2 separate regions of the Mus musculus genome follow, and region 1 is linked to region 2. Evidence: chromatin contacts called from public Hi-C data. All regions are on one chromosome and are shown on one strand. The core of a region is the stretch at or near the end of the contact, and the rest is flanking DNA. Distances in the headings are between cores, read along the strand shown.

What was found. Hi-C and Micro-C count contacts between places; a contact is called where the count stands out from the background.
Region 1: a Hi-C map of the N1E-115 cell line shows a contact between it and region 2, with 3 times the contacts expected there. The contact joins two enhancer-like sites. A contact is called at or near these places in 1 of 484 Hi-C or Micro-C datasets (the N1E-115 cell line), 1 of 115 datasets of contacts at active chromatin or transcription factors (astrocytes) and 1 of 9 other capture datasets (embryonic tail).

Annotation. Positions count from the first base shown.
Region 1 is chr8:109,277,011-109,283,330 of GRCm38.p6, reverse strand. No RefSeq gene overlaps it. Among named protein-coding and RNA genes, the nearest start is that of 4922502B01Rik, 30 kb to the right of the region's middle. Within about 2 kb of position 2,615, at least 7 of the 459 cell types and tissues checked have an H3K27ac peak or open chromatin away from gene starts, as enhancers often do. A contact at or near this core is called in the N1E-115 cell line, where this site is marked.
Region 2 is chr8:108,798,145-108,805,001 of GRCm38.p6, reverse strand. It overlaps Zfhx3 (zinc finger homeobox 3), which reads right to left. Exons shown (of 10, transcript NM_007496.2): 3 at 4,311-4,807. Among named protein-coding and RNA genes, the nearest start is that of Zfhx3, 87 kb to the right of the region's middle. Within about 2 kb of position 2,406, at least 9 of the 459 cell types and tissues checked have an H3K27ac peak or open chromatin away from gene starts, as enhancers often do. A contact at or near this core is called in the N1E-115 cell line, where this site is marked.

The DNA.
Region 1 (6,320 bases), core at 1,366-3,865, 480 kb before region 2:
AGGCATAAATAGTGAAAGTACAGAAATAAATTGATATTTGAAGGAGAGAATGGGGTCTAATAGATATGTACTTAAAGTGTTAGAATTGATAAGAAAATCAAAGGCAACACTCAGGAAGTAATTACTGAACAATATCTACAAATGTGCATGTGAATCTTAGAGTCAGGATGGTACATAGCATAAATACAACCAAATCTGCACACATACTCCATTAGGCAGACCTGAGGAACACCACGCACAAAGACAGGACCTGACCAGTACTAGAAGAAACAGGTCATTCACAATGAAATGAAACAACTGTTTATGAAACAGTTCCAATGTTTCAAATTCTTGTTAGTAGGGATTTGGGGGCCACACTATGATTTAGTAATTTGAGATTATAAGATCCAGAGTTGTGCAAACGGCAAATATACTAAGAATCCAGGTGGTGCATGGCTCAGCATGAGAGGAAAGGGTTTGTATACCACAAGCAAGCAAGGAAACTAGAGTTTAACTTATGATATCAAAACAGAATTGCAGTTATTGTGATCAGTACACTCTTGATAGTTGGACCAATACATATATTAATATGTCTGTAGATATGTTTAGAAATTTCAAAATGAGTCAGATTCAATGCTACAGCAACTCCAAGGAACACCATGTGTGCAGAGTTTGGTTTCAAAACCCCACTGTCCACCGTAAGCAATTACATTTCATGGAGAAAAAGCTAATTTTAGACTAGTGTAGGAAGGTACAAGATGAACTTAGATTCATTCATTCATTCATTCATTCCATTCCATTCCCTTCCTTGTTTCAGACAGGGTCTCCCTATATAAACCAGGCTGGCCTTGAACTCACAGAGGTCTACCTGTCTGTCCCCCTCAACTGCTGAATGTATTACCTCAGCAACTAAGGAAATGTTTAAAGCATGCTGAGTTATATCTAAAAGACACAGCTAAAGGAAACCCCCTTGAAAGATCTAGGGCCATTTGAACATCAAAAAACGATATTAAAAGATTAAAATGTATAAAATAAAAAGGGAATAAATACATTTAATTAAAAAATAAAAAATAAAATTAGTTATTTATGAACATACATAAACAAACAGAATGGGGTAGAAAAGATCTTCAACAATAAAATATTGAGTAGCAAAATAAGAGTGGTGAAGTAGGCTAGTCATTTACGGTTGCAAAAATGAATGGAGGGAAAGTTGGCGAGAAAGCCTCAAACCATCTACTCCCATACAGTGCCTATTGATAGGAAAACAGTAACTCAGCCTCTGGTGAGATCAGAGTAGATGCTAGACCTAGCATCATACCCACGCGAGGACAACACCTTATCAGGGGCCTTCTGCTGAGAAGGAATGCGGAATCAGCTTTCTGACACCTCCCCGTCCCCTCCAGAGACCTAACATGACTACGAGGAGCAAGAAGAAGATCAGGCAGGACAAAGAGAGGAAAGCGCAGAGAGGAAAGGTGTGGTTTCTGTTCCCCGATCTTTCTGAACTTCTGTACTAGGCAAAACAAAACGAAACACCAGCCAACCAATCAACCAAGCAACCACGCAAGCGCACTGAGTGTTGCCTGGGCAGACAGCTAGCTGCTGTTGAACTGCTTCCGAAGCTGTGCCCGTTTGATGAAGATCTAGCTAACAGATTACAAGCATACATCAATTCTCAAGTTCTAGGAAATGTCCTTATTGTCAAGAAGAAGAATATAAGGCTGTTTCTCTCTTCTTCCCCCTCAGTGACTAAATGCAAACACAAAGGCTGGAAACTAAACAGCTTCCCTAGACAAGGAAGCGACAGACCACACATCGAGAAAGTGCGAGAAAAAAGCGCCAAGATCAGGATCCCCCCCAACCCCTTACTCTCTACGCTGACTCTCTACATTTTAGCTACATAAAGGTATTTCTTTTGTGAGCTATTACCATACTTCTGTTTGTTTCTGCTGGGTATAGCCAACTTTATTTAAAAAATAATACATGATTAACTCAAAACTCATAAATGCTGACAATCTGAGTGTAGAATAGTCTAGTCACTTTTAAACACAATTTGATATTATCTACTGAATAAGATGGAAATATCCTATAGCCTAGACATTCAATAGTTGTGTTTATATCCTACAGACATTTGCACATGGGGTTGGGGAGGTAATAGCAGGAATTTCTGAGCATCATTACTGTAAAAACAACAATGGAAAAATCTATCCCTGTGAGAAAACGGATAACAGTATATTTGTACAGTGGGTATTCCTTCCAGAGTAAAATGAACAGAGCTACATAAATCAATAAATAAAAACTTAAAACATAAAGGTGAGCAAAAACAGGCAAACAACTGAATTTTCAGGTATGATAATATGGCTATTAAGATGAAAAAAAAAAAAACAGGTCTGGGGATATGACTCAGTGGTTAGATCACCTGTATAAATTCAAGAACTTGGTTCAGAGCTCCTGAACCTACATATAGCCACCTGACTCTAATCCTTGTACCCTTATGAGAATCATTAGAAACTACAGGCCAGCTGGCCTGCTCTACACAGCAGTGACCAATGGGAGATCCTGTCACAAACTATACACAGCAGTGACCAATGGGAGATCCCGTCTCAAACTATACACAGTGACCAATGGGAGATCCTGTCACAAACTCTACACAGCAGCGACCAATGGGAGATCCTGTCTCAAACAAGGTGAAGGATAAGCACTAACACCCAAGCTTGGCATCTGACCTCTGCTTTCAGGGTATGGCTTGTGCACAATCACACTCAGATACAGGGGTGCATATGTACACACACACACACACACACACACACACACACACACACACAGAGAGAGAGAGAGAGAGAGAGAGAGAGAGAGAGAGAGAGGAGGGAGTTAAAAAACACCACGCTATATTTACCCCAGCATAGAAAATAGTACCTATTTAGTACACTGCAGTACGTAAAATAGTAATTGCCAAGGAAGATGACTTCACTGTACAGATGATCAACATTGTCCTACAGAACCTCCTGCAAAGACGGATGTGTCTGTCTGCACTCAACATTTCAACATCGTAGCCATTAGCTCAACACGGCTAATAGAAGGAAGGAATGGACTTTTATGCTTTATTTCATTTTAATTCAGTTAAGTTCCAATAGCCACATGTGACTAATGACTCCTGACAGGCACGGGTCTAGACAATAAATCCTATAAGAAAAGCAGCTTTATAGTTCTTTGCCTATCTCTTTGGTGTGTAATTCAAAAGTGGACTTAAAAGAATTATGGTAATGCTTTTGATAAATCTTTTCTTATTTCTATCCACTTGCATGGCTTACCAACAGGTTTCAGCAATTTTATCAGTAAGCATGTACACACACACTCGCACACACACATACACACATACACACACACATACACACACACACACACATACACACACACACACACAGAGACACACACACAGACACACACATACACACACAGACACACACACATACACACACACAGACACACACATACACACACACAGACACACACACACACACACACACACACACACTTCCCATTGGTTGAAGTGGTGGATGCCTGCAATCCTGGTACTTGAGAAACTGAGGCAAGCACACCACGAGTTCAAGGTTAACTTGGGTTCCACAGGGCGTTCCAAACAAGCCTGTTCTATGTAGTTAAATTCACCTCAAAAACAAAAGCCAAGCAATCAACCAAAGGGAAAAGCCATTTAAACAGGAAGATGAGCAAATAAAATCAATTTGGTTCAGGAAAATTCATCTACAGAGGCATCCATTGTGAGAAACGTGTATCTCATTAAAAGATGTGTTTCATACAAATTTAATTTTCTTTAATAATTCCTTATCAAACACTGAGTAATGTGTTGAGCTTGATCAACATCATACCTTGATACAAAAAGATTTTTCAATTGTCCAGGGAAGATAATCCACAATTTTACCCAGGGTCCTCTGTTTCTTATGGCTCTTGTAGGCTGAAAGCCTTTTCCCACGGCTGTAGTTTAGGTCACGCCCAACAGGTGTCGCTGTGTTTCTCTCAGAAATTTAACAAATTCTGCCGTGCTCCTGTGACTGAGCAGCTGTTTGAGGGGTGCAGGGGTGCACCTTTTAGGATCCTTGCTTGGAACTATAATCTTTCGGACACAGAAAAGTGCAAACTATGGCTAGTGAAAATATAGATGCACCTATCTTCTTAATATTCTGAGATAGTTCTTTAAGAGTCATTTCACCATAGGACATCCACAAACTGGTGATTTTTAAAAAGTACAAAGATTACACAGAATTGGGGGGGGGCAGATTAGTAGTGATTATGTCTAGAAATTAAAGTGTAAAGTATAGATTAAACATCCTACAAAATGAATGAGTGGATACACACACACACACACACACACACACACACACACACTAAATCATGAAACAGTATCTTTAAACTGTTAGGTCTGCAGAAAGAAATATTCAGCTTAAAAGCAAACCCTTCTGGTCTACAGTTCATCCCTGCACATTGGAGGCTATTTGTGGCTATATACTGCAGAGGACAGGGCCATCCTAGGAAGAGTTAAATGAATGCATGAGACAGGAAGTTGGAGGAAGAGATTGGGGAACCTGTGAAGTAGAAAATAATATGGATGTAAAAGAACCCATTAAGAGGGTACAAAAAGCAGGGCAATAGATTGAGCTTCTTTAAATATAAAATATACATAATTATATCTTCCTAATTATGTTTAAGTTTTTTCTTTTATATTTTCTACAAATAGTCCCCTATCTACTGTTTAAATGAGTAGGGCAAGCTCACAGCAGGGATGTGTGTAGAACACACACACATGCATACACACACACACACCTTGAATAAAGCATCAAGGCAGCTTAGCAGCTTTTTCACCTCTGAACCTGTGAACTCATTTGTAAACATGGCAGCGTCTAACAGTAGATGCCTTAGTTATCACTGCTCTGTATGACGATCCTATGTCACGGGAAGTGACAGCTTTCTAGCCCCAATGATGACTGAGAGGGCAGAGGTTCCCATCTTTTAAAAAAGGCTGATGTGGGAATAACTTCCTTTCCAATCATGGTGTGTAATGAGAGAGAATCGGTGTTCTTTCAGATGATTTCATTGTCTAAAATTCACATCATTTTACACTCCGTCTTCTGGAATCTTTTAGTTCCCTATTAATACAGAGGGGCCGGGAATGATCACTTGGCTGAGTCCCGCCAGAGCTCTAGGCTAGCCTACAGTGATGTGCGAGCAAACCATGGCTGCTGCAGTTCGCTGAAACTCTGCCCACATCTGCAGCATCCTAAGAGCGGCCACGTTTGTGCCATTAGAGGACAATCATTAGAGGATGGGGGTTGTACAACCGGAATGACTAAACAGTTTCTTCCAACTCTGATGTGTCCCTCGATAGTTCACTGCCCTTGACTCTGGGCATTTTGAAAAGAGTCTCACACTCCCGAATCATCCTTTCCAAGGTTTCTAGATGATGCTTACACTTCTGGGTACCACCAAGGTTATCATTTCTAGCCTACAGCTATACTTTGATCATCCCCCCTCCATCCTCCGCTCCTTTCTCTGGTTCTATATCCACTGTCATCCAGAGACTATTGTGCTCTAAATACCACAACCACTACTGGACTGATATACTGATAAAGGACTCTACCTTCCATATAATCATGTTTACTAATTTTCTCCTAATAATCAGTTGTTGCGGCTGGGCCTGGTGCTGTTCTTGCGAACCAATCTTCTAATGAATAAAGGAGCCAATCACTGAGTAGGCGGGACTTCTGGGTTGGATGGAGGAAGAGAGGAAAAGAGGGAGAGAGGAAGAGAGAGAGGGAGAGAGAGAGGGGGAGGGAGGGAGGGAAGGAGAGGGAGAGGGAGAGGGAGAGGGAGAGGGAGAGGGAGAGGGAGAGGGAGAGGGAGAGGGAGAGGGAGAGGGAGAGGGAGAGGGAGAGGGAGAGGGAGAGGGAGAGGGAGAGGGAGAGGGAGAGGGAGAGGGAGAGGGAGAGGGAGAGGGAGAGAGAGAGATCCTTTTGGACGAGGATAGCATGAGGACAAGTTGTAATTATGAGTGTCTCCCGGTTTCAATGGCAGATCCGTCGGGATTAGCCACCGGAGGATTTAGATTCAGTAAGGATTACAAGATTAGGATTTTAGTTGTTGCACCCAGCAAATGAGTTTCCGTTTTTTCTGAACTAAGTTTGTGTTGGGTTTTCTGCGGAGGCAAAGCGTGGGTTTGCCAGATGTGCACCACAAAGGCTGTGGGGTTTTGAAGCATGGGACTGGCATGGTAAAGACCCGCCAGTAGGAATTTAGTGAGCTGGGTGGAGAGATTTTGGAGCACTGAG
Region 2 (6,857 bases), core at 1,157-3,656:
CCTCTTCCCCAGGCAGAAAAGATCAAGTACTTCCCAGAGCTCATCATTGACAACCTACAATCATGAAGGCAGGATAAGCCCAGGCTCGCCATGGCTCGCCCATGGACTCAGAATCCGCTCGCTCCCAGAGACAAGTATTTGTCAGTAGGAGCTGCTCCTGGTGTTAGGACAAGCCACTGGCACCTCACATCTCCTGAGTGGGGGACATGGGAAGGTGGGAGGAGGCGGGTGTGTTTACCCAGGAAAGCAGGGAAAGGCGTGAATGGGTTTTGGAGCTCAGCCTGTTCCACACTGCACTTCCATGACGGCTTAGGAAACGATCCGGCACTAAAGGCAGAGACCAGGTGGTCAGGGTGGCCTACCACAGTCATTCAGACCCATAGCCAAAGGCGGCCGCTGGCTAAAACAGAAGTCATGAACATTTTGCAGGAGCCACCCATGAATCCAGGGGAAGGAAAAAGGAGCTTCTATCTGATATCGTGGCCTCTCCAGGTCCCCTGCCTCACTACGATTACATACAAAACTCATTTTAAAAAATCATCACTGGAGCTGAGATGGCTCAGTGGGTAGAGGTGATTGTCAGTAAGTCTGCCAACCTAAATTTGATTTCTGGAACCCATATGGTAGAAGAAGAAAATGAACACACTCAAATTGTACACACACAAACACACACAGACAGACACAGACAGACACACACACACACATACACACACAGAAACACACACATGCATACATGAATACACACACAATAAGTGTTTTAAATTAAAAAAATAAAGCAGAATAGGGAATTCTAGGAGAAAATATGTTTTTTTTCAGATTAGCTTAACCTCTGTGTTGTCCCACATTTTAGAAAGGCCAGTCCTAACACAGCAGCACAGAAATCTTGGGACCCAGATGGCTTGTACTTGGGGGATTTTTTTACCCCTGATTCTGGAATATCTTTATTTACCTTATGACCTATGTTTAGATTGGGTCTGAGATCTAAACACAAATTCATCAGATTTAGTTACGCTGCCCGAGGGAACTCGGTGCCATTTTGGCAGTACCCACATGTTTTGGCTCAACTTTCTGATTGGGGATTTTTTCAGATTAGGGTTGCCGCACCTACATCAACCCCCATGACACCCAGGGAAGTGACCACAGGACAAAGCCTGCCTGTGACACTCCTGATCCCGTGATCTGTCACCTCCAACATACAGGGAAGATGGGAAGATGGCAAGGCTTGGTTGGAAGAACGAACACTGGAGATCCACTGTGAGGTCAAACTGCAGGCAGTCCAGCTACTACGGCAAAGGACGGCTAACTCCAGCTGCTAGGAATGCGGCCTAGTTGGTGGAGCCAACCCTGATGTCCAATGGAGCCTAGCATGACGACCAATGTTCAGTCCCTCATGAAACTTTGTGTGAAGGTGTGCACTTGTACCGTGTGCAACATGGGAGGTGGAGGCAGGAAAGGAAGACTAGAAGTTTAAGATCCTCTTCAACTACTCGGTGAGTTGAAGACTGTTCTGACCGGTCTGAGACCCAAAAAGCTACACTGTCTCAAAAAAAAAAGATACTGTCTCAACAAAGCAAAACACAAAGTTAAAAAAACAAAAAAAACAACAAAAAAAAAACTTTTAGTTTGCCCAGGCTGAGCATGAACAATTTGCCAGGAAGTGGGGCAGAAGAAGGGGGAGGGGTGGGTCAGGGCAGGATGGGGTGAGCTGGGCAGACTGAGTGCTCTCCCTAGGTCAGCTGCTTCTGGAGCGGTTTCTCTAGCAGACAGTAAAGAACTTGATTACATCCAGTTAACTGTGCTCTAAACTGATTATGCATGTGCCGGGCTAATGGATTACATTAGCAGGAGGAAAAGTAGCACGCAGTCAATCTCCATTACTACGGGACACACCAGGGCCCCCGCCAACCACCTCCAAACCCCACCCGAATCCAGGCTCTGAAGAAAACCAAGGAGAAGGGAACCCTCCCTCTTTATCTTAGTCTCATGGAGGGAAGGCAAGGGCTCCGGAGTAAGGTCTGGACTCATAATCTGTGTCATCCAAAGGTGGGTGGCAGAGCTCCCTGCCTCTCAAAAGAGCCTCGGCGAGCAGAAGGGCATTCATTCTCCAAGGACTAATAAGACCAGACTCTAAAGACCTTTGCTTCCTGACCCTGGGGCAGCTCTTCTGAAACACCAAGGCTGATCACTCCAGAGAGCCACCAGCCAAAGAGCTGCTGGTCCCAACTGGCCAGCCTCTGCCTCAGTATCTTGGGCTCTTCTACTTGTGGCTTTGAACAGGAGCACGATCGCTCTGTCCTGAGCTAACAAACAAACAAAAAGCCGACAGAATAAATAAGGTAAGTATGGCCCAGTTACATGAGTGACCAGCGCAGATAGGGCAGAAAATGTTTCCTTCACACCTGTTCCTCAGAAAATGCCTCACTGTTGACTTTTCGGGTGTGATCCATGGACATGATATGGGGTGGGGCTGGGGGAGTGGGGGTGAGGAGTTCTCAGTAAACCCTGTGTTTCCTGACCCTTCAGAAGCAAATCCAAGAGCTTGGCTTTAGTGGAGCCCTGGACCACATGGAAGATGTGGCATGAGGGCTTAGTGGTCAGCGTGTGCATTTTACAATCTAAGGGGAGATCCATTTCTTAAGAGAGAAGAGCCCAGCTTCAGTCCATGTCTATGCGACCCTTCATAAGGTGACATATGACCTTCAGTGGCCAGGAGGATTCCCTTGTGCAAACTTAACTGCCAGGTCCTTCAGAAATGCTGGCTCCCTCTGGCTTTTCCCACCTGGTTGTCTTGGCCATGTCAGCACCACTCAGGTCATACCTGCAACTGAACCTGACTGCCAAGAGCATTCTTTCTACTGTGGCACGAAATCAAGCCAGTCCGGTGAGGAATTCGTATGCACAGAATAGAGGATCTGGCTTAGACTCAGTATACCAACCAATCCTGGTCCACTGGACCTGGTGTCAGCTGTCACTTCTAGAACACAATATCCCTACTGCCTTTCTCTAAAACTGTTCCTTATACACAGTGCTCCCTGAGGATGCGCTAAGGCAAGACCAATCGTAAACATCAACCCAGCGGAGACCAGGGAGAGCCAAGGAGTCTCCCTCGTGTGGGGTCTCCGCTGACAATCGCAAGAGGGACACGGGAGACTGTGCCAGCTCAGAGTCCACAGTCGGCAGGAACTGACTGACCACTTGCTAGCCCAGGAATGAGAATCCGTCAGAGGAAAGAGAAGGGGCTGAGGAGGAAACTGGAGAGGATGGAGAGAGGTGAGGGAGTGGAGGGTGTGTGGACCGGGGCTGGGGAGATTTATGGCGATTTGTACCTGATTGTTCATACTAAAGCCATTATGGGATGATTAGAGGGAAAGGTGAGGCTTTAAGTCCAGCGAAAATCAATAGGAACGTCTGGAGCAATCCTGCCGTGCAAGTAAAAGGACTATTTACAGTATCTGCAGCCCCTCCTCCTTGACGGTCTACACTGCTCAGCCAGAGACTGAGGGGTTGGGAGAGAAAAGGGGAGGGGAGGGAGGGAAGGGGAGGGGAAGGGAGGGAAGGGAAGGAAGGAATGAAAGAGGCTAAAAGGAGAGGAAGCAGAGAACATGGATGCAAAATGCAGAAACTTGAAGAAAGAACCAAGGAGCTCTTTCTCTCCATAGCATTTACTGCCTTCCACCACAAAATTTAGCCATGGGATCTGCAACTTATCTTCTCCCCTAAAGAATGAAAACGCTGTGAGGGCAGGCATCTGGATGTGAGTACATACATGTGTGCATATCTGTATAAACATGTATACATGTATTTATATGTATGTGCATATACACATATGTATGTGTGTGTGTATATACATATATATGTATATATGTGTATGTGTGTGTGTGAGCACGGGTTTGTATTGGGCTATCTTATGTGCACTGATATACTTCCAGAACAATAAGTGGTCAGTATACATAAGGTGTTTAGCATACAGCGAGATGGATAAACAAAATGCACGCATGAATGGCGCACTCTGGGAGCACAGAGGAGTGAAGAAATAAAAGATAGACCAAAGGATAGAAAGGGAGGCTGGTCCGCAACAGCTGAGGGAGATTCAACAGACTACTGCAGAGACCAGCACCAAAGAAGGGAGCCACACAGTAGTGGGCTGCTGGAAATTAACCTGCCCCCTGAAATGAGACACCCCAAACCTTCAGCCACCAGAGGAAGCCATCGACACAATCTCAGGCTTCACTGGGCACTGGATGCAAAACCTTTAGAGTTAGTTTGCCCTGTGGAGAGACCGTCCCTGGGTCTCATGAGGTCGACCTCACCTTGTACAGCTTCAGGCTGGCCTCGTGCCTGGAGTTGACTGTGTGCAGCCGCAGCTTCTCCAGGCTATTGGTGTAGTAGTCACAAGCGTTGCACTTCAGGTGCACAGGGTTGCCGATGGCCACACACTTGAGCCTCCACTCATTGGCCTTGCCACCCTCCTTGATGTGGGCCACCAGCTGGTACTTCTGCACGTGCTTGTCCGTCTTGCAGTGCAGCTGGAAGTTGGCCTTGAGCTGCGTGTTGTAGCGGCAGAGCTTGCACTGGTAAGAGTCCCCCATCACGGCCTTCCACTCGTCCTCCGAGAGGCTGCGCTCCACGTTCATGTGCAGCCCCAGCATGTCCAGGTTGTCCGTCGTGAACTTGTTGCAGACGGCACATTGGAAGAGCTTCAGCGATGGGTCGTTGGTCTGGATGAAGCTCTCGCCCAGGTTCATCAGCTCCTCCGACACCAGCTGCCCGCCCCCGAGGCGCATGTCGAGGGGGATCTCACCGCCCACTGTAGGGAAGGTAGAGGAAGACAGTCAGAAGTCAGCCTCGAAGCCATGGTACAGAGAACAAACCCTGCAAGGTGCTAGTGGCTGGTGAAACAAAATCCTCCTGCTGTGTTTGGATAGTCTGTGATGGTGGAATAAGAACAGCTAGGTACATTTATGGACTGTGGCCCCGTGAATGATCTCAATGCGCCCCCTCTTTCAGGATCCAACAAATGAGCTAAGTCCACATCACCCTTTGTATACAACAGGATCTGAAAGTCCAGACCCCAACCTACTGCCAGAATCGGAAATGTCCATAATACCAGGCCTCTGGTAGAAACCTAAAGTGGGCCAAGTATTCACCTACATGATCTCGGAGCAAAACTTCCTGCCATGGTAGGAAGTGGGCTATGGGGTACCTTGCTGTCTACACAGCAAGAAACTGAATTTTTCATTGCTATTAATGTTAATATCAATGGCCACACTGCAGCACAGCTAACTATACTGTAAGAGATTTCAGTAACGAGCTCTCGTCCCCTCCCAGGCCCCTCTTATCACTATCCTACCTGTCTGTCAGAACCGCCTAACCCACCTCTTACCCTTTCTAGAAACATCTTCCTTTTCCAAGACCCTGTATCACATGGAATCCTGGGTCATAGCTAGCCCTCCACAAGACAGTATCGCAGCTGCATCTCTACTGAGGTGGGGGCCCTCTAGGGCCAGAGTCCAGCCTTGTTCTAAATGGCCCTGTCGTCTGAGAGCCCGCCCAGTGTACACATGATCGGAAATTTTATGCAACTGACAAGGGTCAAAAGTACCAAAATGGTACATGCTCAGGAGGTGACTCTGGACAGGCAGCTGCAGTCAAGGGCTCGGCTCACACTCCCTAAGAAAGGTCTGAGAAGAGACTGCCATCCCTTCCCTCTGAACCCCAACCTGTTTTCTGTCCATCACTGCCCTGCAGACACCCAGGGAAAGGCTTACCTTCAATGGTAGGGAACTAACACGGCAAACTCTTATATATACCACCAGAAAGCCTTGGAGAGAGCAGCCTCCCCTCTGTCGCCTAGATGTGCCTGGTCTTTACAAGGCTGACTGTCACCTTCTAGTTCCTACCTCTCCTTAGAACACATGCAGCACTCAAGCTACCAGGTCTGCCCCCACCCTCCTCCACCCTCCATCTGATATTTAAACTTGACCTTTTTATATGTGGTTTGACTGAGATTTTTTTTTTTTAAACAACTGATTAGAATCCAAGTTAGTGGCTCATCAAAGAAAAAAATGATGAAGATGACAGGGGAGACAGAGGGAGAGAGGGAAGGTGGGGGGGAGGCAGGGAGTTTGTATCGACTACAAAAGAAGAAGAGCTCAATATGGACTCCACTAAGCTACATTCGAAGTCTTCAGACAGTGTAAGAAGACAGAGACATCTTCCACACGTGCATTCCAGAAAGTTCTGGAGGCTTTCCACCTCTGGGCTCTCTTACCATGCCCCCTAGTGAGAGGAGCCATAACTAAGACTCTTTTGGGGGGGGGGGAGAACAAATAATTAGAAAGGGGAAAGAAAGAAGAGAAAGAAAGAAAAAAAAAAAAAGAAAGAAAATCCAGGGGACAAACTCAGGTAACATCCTTAAAGCACACTCAGTTGCTTGGCCAAAGCAAAAACTGCCCAGAGGGGAGAGACAAGGAGCGAATGTGTTACTGTTTCTGATGTGAACCTGAAGCAGCTAATCTTCCCCCAACTCTTCAGACGTAGCCTGGGCATTGGCGCATCAATAATACTGCTCTACAGAGAAACATCCGCTGTCGCTGGCTGGACGTCTGGAAGAACATTAGAAGCCCTCAGGAGGAGCAGAGATTTAAGCCCCTGCTCCCATCCCTGGTTCACACAGGCCCAGCGGAGGAGAGCCGAGCGGAGTCAGGATGACAAAGAGCCCAGCCGAACTCCTGCCAAGACTCCACCTTGGAGGAGCGCCAAGGCATTGGAATCCTGCAAGTCCACACAGTTAAATCAACTGCAGTGAATTAGATGACCCTCACTTGATCCACAGGCATCTGGGAGCCTGTCTGAGT